Regions from separate parts of the Gossypium hirsutum genome. Here all the other regions are linked to region 2. A link is a contact called in public Hi-C data. All regions are on one chromosome and are shown on one strand. The core of a region is the stretch at or near the end of the contact, and the rest is flanking DNA. Distances in the headings are between cores, read along the strand shown. Region 1 holds the start of LOC121230630 (hydroxyproline O-galactosyltransferase HPGT3). Region 2 holds the start of LOC121230629 (bifunctional purple acid phosphatase 26). Region 3 holds the start of LOC107962905 (ER membrane protein complex subunit 7 homolog).

Evidence for each region. Hi-C and Micro-C count contacts between places; a contact is called where the count stands out from the background.
Region 1: a Hi-C map of leaf shows a contact between it and region 2, with 3 times the contacts expected there. The contact joins the promoter of LOC121230630 here to the promoter of LOC121230629 in region 2. A contact is called at or near these places in 12 of 34 Hi-C or Micro-C datasets (cotyledon, leaf, petal and 1 more).
Region 3: a Hi-C map of leaf shows a contact between it and region 2, with 2.2 times the contacts expected there. The contact joins the promoter of LOC107962905 here to the promoter of LOC121230629 in region 2. A contact is called at or near these places in 4 of 34 Hi-C or Micro-C datasets (leaf and seedling).

What each region holds. Positions count from the first base shown.
Region 1 is chrA06:38,871,212-38,874,338 of Gossypium_hirsutum_v2.1, reverse strand. It overlaps LOC121230630 (hydroxyproline O-galactosyltransferase HPGT3), which reads right to left and starts at 1,706. Exons shown (of 12, transcript XM_041115669.1): 1 at 1,194-1,706. The coding sequence starts at 1,318.
Region 2 is chrA06:38,689,978-38,693,227 of Gossypium_hirsutum_v2.1, reverse strand. LOC121230629 (bifunctional purple acid phosphatase 26) reads left to right here and starts at 1,955. Exons shown (of 10, transcript XM_041115666.1): 1 at 1,955-2,043; 2 at 2,682-2,925. The coding sequence starts at 1,973.
Region 3 is chrA06:38,819,957-38,823,113 of Gossypium_hirsutum_v2.1, reverse strand. It overlaps LOC107962905 (ER membrane protein complex subunit 7 homolog), which reads right to left and starts at 1,844. Exons shown (of 10, transcript XM_041115668.1): 1 at 1,232-1,844; 2 at 786-1,084; 3 at 532-602; 4 at 358-441; 5 at 146-198. The coding sequence starts at 422.

The DNA.
Region 1 (3,127 bases), core at 457-2,956, 180 kb before region 2:
TCAATATATTTTGCAAAATAAATAGTAAATAAGTAATTCAGATTAATCAATTTGCTCGCTATGGAAATTGATTAGAAACAAACAATAATTAACAAAAATATTAGGCTGATTTAATTGAATATAAATTTCGATTCCAAGATCCTATATTTTTTTTCCCCTAAATACAATCCAAAATGAAAAACTAAATTCCACAAAATGGCGCATTGAAATTAATAATTGAGAAGAAAAAATGATGACAAAGAAAAAACAACCTAATCTTTTATCAGTGCAAAATAAATAATAAATAACTTATTCAGATTATTCAATTTGTTAGGTACGGAAATGAAACAATAATTAACAAAAATGTTAGGCTGATATAATTGACTATAAATTTAGATTCTACGATCTTTTCTTTTCCCCTATATACAACTCGAAATGAAAAACCTACTTCCACAAACTAGCGCATTGGAATTAACAATTGAGAAACAAAAATGAAGACAAAGAAAAAACAACATAACTTTTTTATCAAATTTCGAAAAATAAATAATAATTCAGATTAATAAATTTATTAGCTACGAAACTTTATTAAAAACAATTATTAACAAAAATGTTAGGCTGATTTAATTGAATATAAATTTAGAATTCTACAATCCTATTTTTCCCCCTAAATACTGTCAGAAATGGAAAACCAAATAAACAATTGAGAAATAAAAATGAAGAAAATGGGGGAAAAAACCCCCTAATTTTCATCAATTTTTCACAAAAATAATAATAATTCAGATTAATCAAAATTTCAGCTATGAAAATTTATTTTAAAAAGGTGAAATTGAATATAAATTTAGAGTCTACGATCCTAACTTTTCCCTAAATACAGTCCGAAATGGAAAACCAAATTCCACGAACAGACGGAGAAATTAACAATTGAGAAAGAAAAATGAAGAAAAAGAAAAAAAAACCTAATGTTCATCAAATTTTCGTAAAATAAAAAATAATTCAGATTAACAAAATTTCCTAGCTAGGGAAATTTATTAAAAAACCAATAATCAACAAAAAAATGTTAAGCTGATTTAATTGAATGTGAGTTTAGATTCTACGATCTTCTTTTTCCCTTTCTAAATACAAACCAAAATGAAAAACAAATTCGACGAAACTTGCGCAATGGATTTGAATATCGAGAAGCAAAAAATAAAAACGAAGAGAAAAAGAATACGAACCGGCCAGCGACATAGAGCCAAGCGATGCAAGAGAAAAAAGCCATCAACAAAGAAGGCTTGGATGTTTGCAGATTCTTAGATCTCCATCGTTTATCTCCTTTAGTGGTCGTAGGTAAACCCTCCATATCACACTCTTAACGCATATAAAGAATCGAAACACAGAATTGATCGCCGGTCTCTGATGATCTCTACTTTTATAGTTCGGATAATTACAATGAACGAGAATGCGAACTCAGTGTAGGGATTCAAATCAAGTATGAAAAAGAAATGACGGATAATCAAAGACTAGAAGAAACAAACGGAAATTTGAAATGAAATTAAAAAGAAAAACGAAGAGAGAGATCTGAGAGCGGTAACTGACGATAGGTGCTATAGGCCAAGCCCACCTAGATTCGGCCTACACCGAACTTGGACAATCCCACCAATTTAATTTTGGTAATTTTTATTAGATCTTGGCAAATTGTACAACGAATTCAGATATTCCCTATTTAATATTTGGAATTTGGATTTTAAAATTATGGATTCGAAGTAGATGTGGATTGGTATTTTACACATTTATTACTTAAATTTGTATTATTAATTTGAATAACAGATGAAAATTCGGATATTTAAATTCACAGCTTATAAATTTGATTATGAATATAAAATATTGGCTTAAGGTGTAAAAACTTTCAAGCTTAAAAAAAAAAGTAATTAAGCTTCTATATTTTTTTTTATTTATTTGGATACCTAAATTTTTAAAATACATAAAAAAAACTTCAAACTTTTAAAAAAAAATAATTAAGCCCCTATTTTTTTTTACACTCAATTGAGTATTTGAACTTTCAAAATGCATCAAAAAGACCCTAAACTTTTTCAAAAAAAAGTAATTAAGCCCTTGGCTTTATTAAAAATTAGAAAAAATTATAAAAAATAAAAAAATAAATTTTAGAAAAGTTATTAAATTTTAATAAAAATATGAAAAATTTAAAATTTATTAAACATTAGAAATTTTTTTATAAAAAATCATAAAAATATAAAAAATTGTAAATTTTTATAAAAATCATAATCAAATTAACAACCCCTAGTTTTTTTATGATTTTTATAAAATTTTATATTTTTATATTTTTATATTTTTAAAATTTAATTTTTTTATTTTTTATAATTTTTTTCTAATTTTTAATAAGAGCATGGGCTTAATTGCTTTTTTGAAAAATTTTGAGGGTCTTCTTGATGTATTTTGAAAGTTCAAGTACCTAATTGAGTGAAAAAAAAAGAAGCAGGAGCTTAATTGCTTTTTTTGAAGAAATTTGAGGGCCTATTTGATGCATTTTGAAAGTTCAAGTGTTTAATTGATGCAAAAGAGAGAGAAAGAGACTTAATTGCATTTTTTGAAAAAAATTGAGGAGTTTTTACACTTTTAAACCTAAAATATTCTGGTCAATTCAAATTCAAACTTTTACAAATTAGGATATCCAAACAAAAAATGAAATTAGTTTTATTTTTGCAAATTTAGCATTCCTAAAGATAATTAAATTTTTTCCAAATTAGTTTTTTTTTATAAATTCAAATATCTGATAGATAATTTATAGATAATATTACTCAAATAATATTATAAATAATAAATAATTTTAAATTTTTAGATAGATTTACGAATTTCGATTTACATAATTTAAAAATTGCAAACATTTAATCTACTGCTATTCTTACACACCCACAATGTGAATGATATAAATAGTTTGTACTAGATCATGACATATTTATCAACCAAATTCCAGTTGATTTATAAATTTAACAAAAACCCGTTACTTTTATAAAACAACAAATATTATTTTAGAAATATTTTTATTTTTTTATATAAAATATAAAAAATACCTACGCATATTAAAATTTAAACTCAAGACATTGTAGTATTTGCTATCTTAATTTTATGGTTTCATTTTTTTCTTGTTCAT
Region 2 (3,250 bases), core at 706-3,205:
TTGGTAAGAGCTGTTTAAACCCTAATTTGAATACTATTATATTCTGATAGACTGATCTGAGTAGGATTCTAAATGTATGTCTGACTGCACTACCATATGCATATCTGTTATTTGTATAAAGGCATGTCAAGCATGTTTAATTTGGTAAATCTATATCTGATTTGGGGTGAGATTTGTATATGAGGAGGAAGTATTCTAATCGGCGTTAATCGCCTATATTTTGGTAGCTTGGCTGTATATATTCTGATATGTGTCTTAATGGCACAATGTGGTGTGTAAGGATAGGCGGGTGTTTTTAACCGTACATGGTGTTATGGTATGGTCGAAGATGGTGTGTAGAGGATGGGGGTAGGATTTATGCTTATCTGCTTCTGGATATATTTCTAAATTTGAAACTGTATCTGTTTCTGACTGTGCTTATAACTCTATATGTTTGCATGCATAATTTTGTTGGGTTACACACTGAGTTTACGAAAACTCGCCTTTGTTTGTCTGCTTTGTTCAGGTAATTCACAGACTTAGGCGGATCGGAGCGACGGAGACTCAGAAGTGACCATTCAACTATAAACAGTTTAAATTTAGCAATTTATGGTTTTATTTATGATTTTGGTTTTTATTTGAGAGTCTGTAATTTTTGGGACTCTCTAGATTTTATGATTATTAACTGTTAATTTTTGGTTTGTTGATAATCGGCATGCCTTGATAAATTATTTTATTAAACCGATGGTTTTTCGGTAAAAAAAAGGTTTTTCTAAAAATACAAATCTGATTTCTAAGATGCAACGGTTTTGTTAGACTTCAGCTGTAAAATAGGTCTTGGCAAATAACTAATTAATTAATGTTTTCGAAAATGGATATAAAGTATATGAGTTGAATAACTGAAAAGATTTTACATAACTAAACCCATTCTATGTAACTTCTCCAGATTCGGCTATAACGTCTAGGCCGGGTTTGGGGAGTTACACTCTTGACATATTTTATTAGGTAAAGATTTGTGACTAGGGGTGAAGTCAGAAAATTTTTTTTAAGAGGGTCGAAATTAAATTGTAATTTTTACGATAGTAAAAATGCAATTTCACAATTTGAATAGTCTATATCTTTATAAGTTTTAAAAGGTTAAATCAAATTTCTATCATTTTTAAGGGACCAAAGTGTAATTTTACTTTTATTAATTTAAAAATTTAAAAGTTTTGAAGGGTTTAAATAGAAAGTTTTCTATTTTAAAGGAGTCAGGCCACTGCCAGCCCTTTAATTATGCCCCTGTTTGTGACACATTTTTAATTATTTTTCAAATAAATTAGTGTATAATTAACTTGTGACATTGACTCAGTCGAAAATTCAAGTAATAATATATATTTTAATAATTTTTAACTATGAAACTAATTTAATTAAGAATTTAAACAATCATATACTATAACCTTATCACTAACGGGTTTGAGTTACTTAGGTGTAATGTCGTTATCGCACAACGACAAAGCTAGCTGCTAACTTATGCTACACAACGTCACTACCTGCTATCTTACGCTTGTATATTTGTTTGGAATAAAACGACATCTAGTCACTGAACTTGAGAACATTTTTCACTTTGGTCCTATTTTCTTTATTCCATATTAGTTCTGAAAATTGATAAGTTTTTTTTTTAATTTGGTCCCTAAATTTAGGTTCCATTATCCTATGAAAAATATGGTACATTGAGATTGTGCCACATCATTATCTAAAATTTTTAATATTTTCTTGTACTTTTTGGATAATATATATTTGAAATTTTTAGATGATTTTGTGAATAATCAAAGTTTAGGGATCAAATTAAAAAAATTATCAAGTTTCAGAATTGTTATGGACAAAAAAGTTAAGGACCAAATTGATAAAAACTATTAAATTTAATGACTAAATGTTAATTTATCCCTATTTATTTCAACATTTTAAATATATTTAATTAGGAAAAACGAAATCTGACAACAAATAGCACCCTATGAAAACCGTCAACTACCCGCCAGATAAATTCCACTTCCCCTCTTCTCTATACGCCCAACATTTTCACAGGTAATTTTCTCACTCAAATAACATTCACTCTTTTCTTTTCTTTTTTCAAGTAAACGAATAATCCCAACTTGTTATAGCTTTCTTTATTCTCTCTTTTTCTCTGCTATCGTGGTGCTGGTGGCCTGTAAGGAAGTAAGCTTTGCTCTTTTTATTTATTTTATTTTATAAATATTGTTGCTATGTTTTTTTTTTCTTTTTTGCATTTCGAATTCGATTTCTCGATGCCTTTGAAATCTGGGTATGTTTAATAGATACGGTTCAGCAAAGGTAGCGCACTGGCTTTTGAGTTTCACACCGACTTTGTTTTTACTTTGATCCTAAACTTCCATTTCATTGCTGTGATTCTTTGAAAATGCGTCTAGATCTGAAACCTGCTCTGAAAGTTTTAACTTTTTCCCTGATTTTTTTGTATTGATAAATGTAGCTTAGATGAGAAGTGATATGATAAATTAACGATGAATCTGTCCGGTACGAGGAACAACTATTGGAATGCGAAATTGGATAGGAATGGTTTTTTTGGGTTCATTTAGTAGTAACGTAATACGATTTATTGGAATGTGAAATGTTTTTTTGAACTTATATGTGGTTTTTGTGTTTATATAAATGTTCGAATTTAATTGATTCCTTTTTCTTTTCAGATTGACCAAATTGGTGTTGTTTCAGAACTTGATTCATGAACTCAAAACACTGTTGCTGATGGCTTTCGGGCTGTGGTTCACATTGTTTGAGCTTTTACTCAAGTTGTTTCTTATCTTAGCCTTTGTGAAAAAGGGAAGTGCGGGAATTACAAGTACTTTTACTCGTACGAAATGGCAATCTTTTGATATCCCTCTTGACCATAAAGTACTTGCAATTCCTAATGGTTACAATGCTCCGCAACAAGTAAGTAATACACATCAGTAACCCCATTATTGTAGCTATTTATTTCAAATTATTCCTACAAATATTTTCTTTTCCAATCAGTATTAACTGATGATGCAACCATTCATTGCCAATCTCTATGCAAGTCAGATTCATGTTTAGCCAATTAAGATACTGGTTTTTCACATTTATTGGTTGTATGAATGAGGGTTAAATGGATGATTAATGAGGTCTTATCATATAAAAAACACAATAGCTTTGTTTTAAATTCTGAGGAAAAGACAGTCTTTAAGAGAACAATTTTACCAAGTGCATTGAAAAATTTACTCTTTAAGATGATCTCTTA
Region 3 (3,157 bases), core at 595-3,094, 130 kb before region 2:
ATTGTAAATTTGTTGAAACAAACATTGTCACAAAAGAACTAATTACAATGCAACAAAGATCCAAAACAGATAAAATTACCATATAAATCGTATAATTTTGCATAAAATCAGTATAAATTAGTCAAATGTAATAAGTTAAGGGTACCTAAACCTTGGGGTATCTTCACTCTACCATTGATGTTGTACGCATTTCGAGACCTTCCAAAAACAGATAAATGAACAAATGGTTAAATTAAAACATAATAAAATATCCGAGAGGAACTAATTCAAATATTCATTCTACGATAATTTTTCTAATTAAAAACAAATTCTAATGTTCAAAATAATTCAATAAGGCAATGCAAATGGAATTAGTACCCTGATGAAAACGATGGTGCGCTGGAGAGAAGTAGGAGCAAAAGCAGTGGTGTGACGGCAGCCATAGCAGCTGAGATTTGAGAGCTTTGAAATTGCAACAATTTGATGAAAATTAGGAACAGATATTTTTGGAAATTTGTTGAATGCTTTGTAATTTTAATTGATGCTACTCACTTGGGCCGAGTTACTGAATCCGCGCCTTTCTTCTTTGACTTCTTCACACATAACTGCCATTTGATTGAGGTCTGAACTCCCTTCAAATTTGCCAATAGTAACTCAATTTTTCAACTTTTGAAAAATAATAAAACAGTTATTTTAACTACATGACATTTAATGGTGAGCTAGCTGTCATTTAAATAGTCCCATTTAAGAAGTCTAGGTAGTAGAAGAATAAGAGAAGAAGAAGAGAAAATGGAAGGACTTCGTACCAGCGATTCCCAAGGGTCAAAATCCAGGAACTCAAAGACGATTATGCTTCTACGGTACCGACGCCTCCATGGCCAACGTCCTCCACCACATCATGATTGCCGAGGTTCCCACCATAACCATCTTGATGCAACTGCTAAAACCATTGAACTTGGAGTTGTTTTTACAAGAGAAAGCCATAAGTGCTTCCTTTGTGTGTAAAACAATGTTGGAAGGCTTCAACTTCCTTAACTTTGGGGTCGCAAAAGATTTTGACTCAAAAAGACTTGACCCCAAGCAACATTTCAACACATTCAAGACCCTGAAATCCGCATAACCTAAATCATTTTTAGCTCAAAACCCAAGCTCTTATTTAGCTAGATTCACCAGAATCAAGTATCTCAACCTTGTCCATGCTAAAATGGAGTGTTCCTTTTTTCAGGAACTTGAACCAAATGAAGCTAGTTACCTTCGGTGGGTTCCCGGATACAGCTTTTTCCAAAGCTTTTGCAGAGATATCTAAGGGATTTTGGCTCTTGCGGTTTTTTCATCATCAATCCCCTTTGTATTTCTATAACAATTATTACCATTTATTTAATATTTTGAGCTTATACACTTGATTTTGGATAACCCTTTTGTGATATTCGAAAAATTTTTTTTTTTTTACTTATTTTTTATGAAGAGAGAGGGGTCCCGCCGCTGCTGTCCTCCTTGATGGAGAAGAACCTAAATACAGAGGTGTTCAAAAAAGACTATGGGGTAGATTCGCAACTAAGATTCGAGACCCATGGAAAAAAATTTGGGTTTGGTTAGGTACTTTCAATTACGCCGAAGAAGCGACTTGAGCTTCCGATACAACGATGTTGACATTGCGTGTACTGAAAGCCAAAATGAATTTCTGAATTAATCCCTCGAATACTACTACTTTTTCGATCGATCACCACCATCGACGGTTATACTCGATAGGTAATTTTCCATTTTCCCTTCTTCTCCTCCTCCTCTTCTTCTTTTTACCATTAACCAATCATTTTTTCTTTTCTTTTTGAGCCTTTGATTACTTGTACAACATGATAAAGTTAATTGGCCACATCAACTATCTTGTTAAGTCTATGATAAAAAATGTTAATGAGTGATTGATTTGTTACTTTTCAATAACGTTAATAATTGTTTTGTTATTTTTCGAAAATTGAGTGACTGAATTGAAACCTGAGTTACTGTTTTGTCAGCTACCCGAAAGTTAAGTGACTGTTGGTGTAATTTACCCATTTTTAAAAAATAAAATGGGCAAGCCGAACCATTCAAAATTAAAAGTTCCAAATATAATTTCAGCTAAAAGTGAGTACGTTAGGCGGGTTAAGTCGATAAACATTTCTAATTATAACTTAGAATTAGAGTTATTCATAGGCCGAGCTGGATCAAGTAAAAAATTTAGGCACGAATCAACCCGAAAAATGGATCTAAAATTTTGTACAAGATAAATATGTTAAAACTAGAGCCCCACCCGCCCGTATTAAAATTTTTATAAAAATAAATTTTAAAAATATAATTTATCATATAATAAAAACATTAAAATAAATATTTCCCAAAAAATGAAAAAAATACTTAAATAACACTAAGATATGTGCAACCTAGCAAGTAAATACCTCTAAAATAATATCAAAATTAATAATAAAACAAGAGTTATACAATATCCAAACAATAACAACAAAATAACAGTAACATAATAGCAAAATGATAGCAAAACAATAAAAAGAAAATGATAAAATAGTAAAAAAATAGTAGTAGTTGTTTTTTTTTTGCAAATTCGAGTCGGTTCGACTCTGGGCCAAAAAAAACTTAACCCAAAACTCGTTCCATTTAAAAAACAAGCTTTATTTTTTGTCCAAACTATTTTTCAGACGAACTTTCGAATCCAGCCTATGAACAAATCTACTTAGACTCATTTTTTTAATGAAATAATATTTTTATAAAATCCATCAAACTTTAACATTATTGATAAAAATGAATGCTCTAAGTATTTGGGGTACTAAAGTTCAAATCCCACCATGTAGATAGTATTATATGTGGGCCTTTAGTTTGACTATGTAAAAATTGTCATGTATGGATTTCGTTTAGCTATATTTAATATTTTTATCTGTTTATATTTCATATTGATTTTTAATTCTACTTTATAGTTGTTCAGATATAGATTTATATTTTTTCATCTATTCGTCTATATTACATTTAAAGGATTTATTGAGTTAATATTAACCTTTAACTAATTTATTTGTATTTTTTAATACATACTTTATCATGTATTTGGTTTTTTAATTTTTTATAAATATATTTATTATATATATTACCCGCATGGTAAATGTGTCATAGTTTAATATATTTTAAAACTTTTTAATATTTG